2 separate regions of the Mus musculus genome follow, and region 2 is linked to region 1. The links are chromatin contacts, called in public HiChIP or PLAC-seq maps. All regions are on one chromosome and are shown on one strand. The core of a region is the stretch at or near the end of the contact, and the rest is flanking DNA. Distances in the headings are between cores, read along the strand shown.

The links. HiChIP or PLAC-seq counts read pairs in DNA pulled down with a chosen protein or histone mark.
Region 2: an H3K4me3 HiChIP or PLAC-seq map of the 230-238 cell line shows a contact between it and region 1, with 4 times the contacts expected there. The contact joins two enhancer-like sites. A contact is called at or near these places in 18 of 484 Hi-C or Micro-C datasets (B cells, CD4 T cells, DN2 thymocytes and 13 more), 8 of 115 datasets of contacts at active chromatin or transcription factors (the 230-238 cell line, bone marrow-derived dendritic cells, bone marrow-derived macrophages and 4 more) and 1 of 9 other capture datasets (embryonic stem cells).

The regions. Positions count from the first base shown.
Region 1 is chr8:66,322,146-66,325,593 of GRCm38.p6, reverse strand. All of the region lies in intron 5 of Marchf1 (membrane associated ring-CH-type finger 1), which reads right to left. Among named protein-coding and RNA genes, the nearest start is that of Tma16, 160 kb to the left of the region's middle. Within about 2 kb of position 1,928, at least 41 of the 459 cell types and tissues checked have an H3K27ac peak or open chromatin away from gene starts, as enhancers often do. A contact at or near this core is called in the 230-238 cell line, B cells, centroblasts and 2 more, where this site is marked.
Region 2 is chr8:66,408,706-66,412,153 of GRCm38.p6, reverse strand. All of the region lies in intron 6 of Marchf1 (membrane associated ring-CH-type finger 1), which reads right to left. Among named protein-coding and RNA genes, the nearest start is that of Tma16, 76 kb to the left of the region's middle. Within about 2 kb of position 1,888, at least 20 of the 459 cell types and tissues checked have an H3K27ac peak or open chromatin away from gene starts, as enhancers often do. A contact at or near this core is called in the 230-238 cell line, B cells, centroblasts and 2 more, where this site is marked.

The DNA.
Region 1 (3,448 bases), core at 679-3,178:
GTCCAGTCCCCGGGAGCTCCAGGGGGGTCTGGCTACTTGACACTGTTGCTCCCCCTCTGTGTTGCAAACTTCTTCGGCTCCTTCAGTCCTTTGAGCCTCTCAGGGGACAGTCACATGCAAGCACTTCCCAGCAACCACAATAGCATCCAGGTTTGTATATGGGATGGACCCCCAGGTGGGGCAGTCTCTGGATGGTCTTTCCTTTAGTTTCTGCTCCACACCCTGATAGCATATTTCCTCCTGTGAGTATTTTGTTCACCCTTCTAAGAAGCACTGAAGTATCCAGATTTTAGTCTTTCTTCTTCTTGGGCTTCATATGGTCTGTAAATTGAATCTTGGTTATTCCGAACTTTTGGGCTAATATCCACTTATTAGTGCGTATATACCGTGTGTGTTCTTTTGTGACTGAGTTAGCTCACTTAGGGTGATATTTTAAGTTCCATCCATTTGTCTGCGAGTTTCATGAACTTTCTTCCAAATGCTTTGTCACAGAAGACAACATATTCACAGATTTCTAGGATTAGGAACTAGATATCTTTAGGGACCTAGTACTTTACCGTCAACAGAGAGTACACAACAGGTGGAAATCAACAATGTAAAGTCAGTGACACTTATCTCTTCATTAAGAACACTTTCTGAGACATAAAGTTACCTGTCAAAGATTTTGCTTAATGTCCATCTATTTAACATTTAACTAGAAGTCCACTAAGTAACTACTAATTTACCCCAAGAATGTATTATCTCATAGTTGGATCAGTATTTCATTTTATTTTAAAGTTGAATAGCTTAGGGTCTATAAACTTTTAATAGTCATTTGAAATATTTTTTCTTTTACCCAAAATGGATATTTTCCTTCAGTATATTGTGATTATGGTTTCCCCTCTCTCAACTCCTCCCAGGTCCTTCCCAAGTCTCCTTCCATCCAAATCTACACCTTTTCATTTTCTCTTGTGTTAGAAAATGAACAGTAAATAATACTAAAAATAATGATTCATAGTTATATTCACAACAGATTCTGAAAGTAATGTTTAATGTATAAAACATGCCCATTGCTTATGATACAAAAATAAAAATTATTAATTTAAAATTTTAACTTAAACAATAATAAATAAATTTAAATTAATTAAAATAAATAATAAAAAGAAAAAATAATAAAACAAATAATTAAAATAAAATAGAAGATAATCAAACTAAATCAAATCAAAACAAACAAACCAGAATAGGATAAAACAAATAGAAGAAAATAGCTAACTAAAAAAAAGCATACGAAACATGTCTAGACACAGAGATTAAATATTATTTTTTTAACTGCTTTGTCGTTTTTTAATTTTTATTTTTTTAATTTTATTTTATCTTTAATTTAGTTTTTACACTCCATATTCCATTTCCCACTCCTCCCATCTACCTTTTCCTTTGTTGTCTTTTTATTTTTTTGTATTCATATAGTTTGTTTTCACTGATAAAATGTAGACCTTTGTAGTAGTCTATATATAGACAAAATGGCAATAGAGCAAATATTAGGTAAGATTTTCCATTTTAGCATTCATAAATCAGATATTCCATGAATTCACTGAAAAGAGTAGATGAGGTATTGCCATATCTAAAAACAAAACTGGAAGATAGTAAGTTGTGATCAGACATAAAAATTCATAGGCAGCATTGGACATAAGCCAAATGTGTTTTTACAGTGTCTGTCATAAGCCATGGGAGGGCTTGATGTATTAAATATTACTTTTGGAATCTGCTGTGAATATAATCATAAATTAGAGCTGGAGAAAGTGGATAATGTTGATTCAAATCAAAGAAATATGAGAGAAGCACGGTAAAAAACAAAACACCTACTCTTTTCATGAAGGAAAAGCAGTGTGAGCTTCCAGCCACACCCACTACCTCAAACATACAGTTAAAGCAGCCCACAGGAAACACAAATAAGCCACCATTGTCATCTTATCTATTCTTGGCAAAGGCCTCGCCCTAGCCTGGCCATTGTTCGAGCTGTTAAAGAAAGGCCTTTGATACTTCTCTTTGTCCTCAGATAACCATTCCTTTCTCTTTCCATGACAAAGTCACATTGATACCCAGAAAATGAATGGCTTAGAGAGACATAGGCTATAAAGAGACAAATAAAAAGGAAACAGAAGTTATGGGTGGAGTAATAAGATGGTCTTCAGGCATTTAAACCTCTAACTTCTCATATCCTAGGTCCCTGGACCATTAAGCATTATTCTAACAGTCTACTCTGCAGGTAGTCTCCTTGCCATGGCTCCTGCAGATCTCTGACATGAGTTACAGGAGTAGTGACATCAAATGGAGGCTATCAATAGTGCTTTGAGTGTTTGGGACTTAGTGCCATCATACTTATCCCCAGCCCTGCCTGAGCATGCACTCAGCGCCACCAACTGGAGGAAATTGATGCCTACAGAGAAACTGGAACTCCAGAATCAACAGGAGAGTGCCTGATTAATTAATATATGATTATAGAAGAAAGGTTGAAGTTGAAAATGTAGCATAAGAGAACAATAACTGGAAATATACTTTCAGACTAGTACAATATGAATATTTATGTTTAGGGGAAAGGTAAGATACCACGAATAAGAAGCTAGAAAATAAATCATAGAATTGAAAATATTAAACTTGAAAACACAGTAGTTGGCACAGCAGACACAATGGAAGGAATCAAATTTTTCTATATGGTTGTTCCAAAGAAAGAAAGTATAGAAGGATGCACATTAGATACAATATTGCAGATAGCCTTCAAGGATGACCATACTTTGAGAGAACTAGAAGAGGGCTAAGTACAAAGGAGAAGAGAAAATATTGTTCAGTCTCCATAGCAAGGTTTAGTAACATCAAAGATATGACTGTGGTGGCTAGGTATGCCCCCATAGACTCATGTTTTCAAATGCCAACCAGGGGAAGTGGCACTCTTAGGAGGTGTGGGATTGTTAAAGAAAGTGTGTCACTATAGAAGTTGGCTTTGAGGTCTTATATGCTTAAGCTATGCCCAGTGTGGCATATGATCTCTTTCTTTGCCTGCAGATCAAGATGCAGAACTTTCAGCTCTTTCTCCTGGACCATGTCTGTCTGCATACCACCATGCTTCTTGCCATGATGATAATGGACTAAACTTCTGAAACTGTAAGCCAGCCCAAATTAAATGTTTTTCTGGTGTTTCTCCACAGCAATAGCAACTCCAACTAAGACAGTGACAGTAGTCCAAAAACATCCAGAATGTGATAACTACTCTATAAGCTTAGCAATCATTTTGTCACACATTTGATGAGTAAGATTTGGTGGTGTAACAATTTTAGTATATGGGACTATATCCAGTTGAATTACTGTTTAACTGGGGAAACATTAAACTATCATTAGGCATTTAAGACTTCAGAAATTTTGGCAAAATTACACAATGAGATCCCTCGTGGAATAGATGCTCCAGTGAATACAA
Region 2 (3,448 bases), core at 639-3,138, 87 kb before region 1:
TTGGCAGTCTTGGGGGCAAGTTCCTTTATGAACCATCTGGATGGTCCAGCCCCTAAGTATCTTAAATGATTCCTTCTCTCCATATACTCCCATGCCATTCTCCTTGGCTCAGTCAGAATATTTGTTTATTTTTTATAAATTAAAACAATACTTAAATTCATCCCTGAGACCATTGCAATGGTTGTATAACAAAGTCTCTGTTAACATTAAAGTCAACCTAGGTGTCCACCAACTGATAAATGGATAAAGAACATGGGGCAGAAATGAGCAACGGAGTTTTCTTCATTAGGTTTTCCAAATTTCCTATCCCTTATTACATGCCAATTTTATCCTTTCTGTTTTGTTAAACAGAAGTTTGAAGATAAACTTCCTAAGTCTACCTATGTGACTACTTGTTTATATTTTTCTCTATACTGCTTTTAACTACATTATTTTTAAACATAGTAATGTGGATACTTCTAGGCTTGAATGAGTTCAAAGCTAAGCATTACGGATTTGGTATTTAAAAATAAAGGAGTATAAAGTGACTGAATTTTTAAAAAGCTCATTATTTGAATTAGCTTATGTTTGACAAAATTAGGGTATTCAGTAAGCATTGATTGTGTTTGTACTGTCCTCTAGTGTTGGCAAATAAGACAAAATTTTCTTGTTGAGTTTTGTGTTCTCAAAGGGTCTAGTAGTGTTAAAAGCATTATTAAATAAAGATTAATGCAATGTGACCAGGAATGTGAAAAATAGCAAGGGCAGGTAAACGGGATGATTTTGTGTGAGGAAAGGGAAGATAGAATTGATGTAATTACATTATTGCTTCCAAAAATAAAGAAATAACTTTTAAAACTTAAAAATACCTTTGAAAAATTAAAAAAGTTTGGTATTCATTTACAAACTCATTTTTTCTAATTTTTTAAAAGTATATTTTAAAAATCTGTCTATTTATCTATCTGTCTATCTGTCTGTCTGCCTGCCTGTCTGTCTGTCTGCCTATCATCTATCTGTTCATTTATATTGTGTGTGCATCCCAGGGACACAACTCAGGTTGTCAGTCAGGCTTGAGAGCAGGCCCTTTACCTGCTAAGCCCATCTCCATAAACTGATTTTTTTTAAGCCCCCAAAAGTTCTTGTAAATATTTTTTGGATGGAAGCATAATGAAAGGCACTAAAGCAGAGTCGAGACATTAGTGCTGAAGCAAATGATTGAAAGGATAGCCTTTTCTTTGCCTGGTGTCTCTATCAGTCTCCACTCCAGGGTCAGACGAGACGTGAGAACATACTATTTTTAATTTAATCTTTAATAGGAAGACTTTGAGGTTGTTTCCAGGTAGGAGTGGAGGTGCCACAGAGAATTAACCATTAAACAACAGACAAGGAAAGGCTCAGTTATTAAACAACACCTTTAAAAAAAAGCCAAATCATTAAGAAAAAAGGGATAGAAGTAACTTTGGGCAAGGGCAAGTTTCCATGGGGTGGACACGGACACCTTTTTCCTGAGAACAAGAAGTAGAGGAAGAAAGAGCGGGTAGAGAAGAGAAGGTGAGCGAGACAGGTGAGAGGAATCCACATCCCTCCTGTTACAGAGGATACAACACGAATCTACACCTGAAGTGAGGGAAGAAAACCCAGACTTAAGGTCACACACAGGCTGCAAATAATTAGAAGAAGCTCCCTGGAGAAAGCGATGGGAAGTTAACCAAGCATGGATGGAAGACTTGTGGCCCAGCCGTGAGGTCCCTGGGGGAGACTAGACCGTGGAGATTTATAGTAAATGCTAATATTTTGGAGTGATGTGTCAGCATTGAGTAAGAGAGGGCTCCTGCACATGTGAGTGTCCCCACATTACCGGGTTAAACACAGGAAAGCCACGAAGAAGGAGCTCCTGCATGTGAGAGGATGCTGGTGAGGACTCAAGTTCTCAGCCTCGACTCTGAGCAGGTGCACAAGTGAAACTCTCAGTTTCTGGGTACTGTAATATGAGAAAATGTGATCTTGGGGACCTGGAGGTCACGAGGCATATGAAGAACTGGTGACAGAACTGGTGGCACTTGATAATAACTGTGCGTGTGCAGGATGGCCATGTTTCTCATGGAGAGTGCCCTAGGCTTTCAGTTGTACTTGTTTTACATAGGTAATGGAAAATTATTGTATAGAGAATGATTTAGTGCTTGGGTTTCCGAAGTAAATCAGAGCCCGATGCCCTTACCCATTGTGTCAGTAAATTAGGAAAAGTGTCAGCTTGCTCATTTAAAAATAAGTTAAAAACAATGCTTAAGGAGTCATGGAAAGTAAACGAGGAAAGGCTGACACTTGGCACATGGGAGGTACATAATTCTCTCCCTATCTTATTTATTTAAGGCATATTTGAATTTTTACATAATTTTCAACTGCTAATTTTATTATGCTAGGCTATGGGACTCTTGGGTTATTACTGTTACTTGTATGCATTTGGCTTATATTCAGCATTACTGCCAAAACTCCATTTCTGAGTGCACTTAGCAGGTATTTACTTAGAATGCAGCCTCATACAGACAAGGCTGTGAAGTCTGACTTCATACGGGTGGCCTAGAAGATCATGTATATGCATCTCTCAGCCAGTCCTGACAAAGTCCTGGCTTGACGAAAACAGGGGCAATGTGCATGTTCGTTAGTGTTGGTTCTAGTGGACGCTTAAGAACAGCTTTTCAGAATTGGCTTCCTCGTTTGTAAAATCTTACTTGGCTGTTAGGAGCCTCGTGATAGCTGAGAAAATGTTGTAAAAGTATAGACAGATCCACAAAGGAACTGCTACTGCTGACATACAATCAGTAAAGGCAGCAGAAATTGTTTCTAGGTGCTATGATGCAGGTTCTGCATTTTTTTTGTTTGATTTTTTTTTTTAAATCAAGGTAATGCAGTTTTCCATGTCTCCACTGAGTCATGTTTTATCTCAATGAGTTGTAATGTCAGAAGGCAGGAACAGCTCAGTTTAAATTGCTATTGGGATTGCATTTCTTCTAAGATACTCATAGTCCTCTTTTAGTTAAGCTTAAGGATGCACGGCCACTTTCTATTTCCCTCCCCAAATCCCCCACAGCCCTTCTCCCTGATATATTCTGCATTGTTGACCAGTTCTCCTCCTTGGAAAGTCCTTCTTTTTAGCTTATGGCATCCTGCTCTTTTTGCAACACTTAAAGCTGGGGAACCTGGAATCAGAAGGCACACACAATGATTATAGCAATTGGAGTAGTGACACTTATAAAGACATGCTGAAAATGTTGAGAGTCTGGACACTGTGAAATGATAGAGCATATAGAATTCAATCTATCTAAATTCATAGCTAAGACTCTAAAGTGTATTTCAAAATTATAGGTCTAATGGACTAGCTTTTACTGTGTGACTATAGTAATTGTGAGGCACATAAATCCCCATGCTTAACATCTCAGAGAAGGAAAGGTTAGAAAGGCAGAGATGGCCT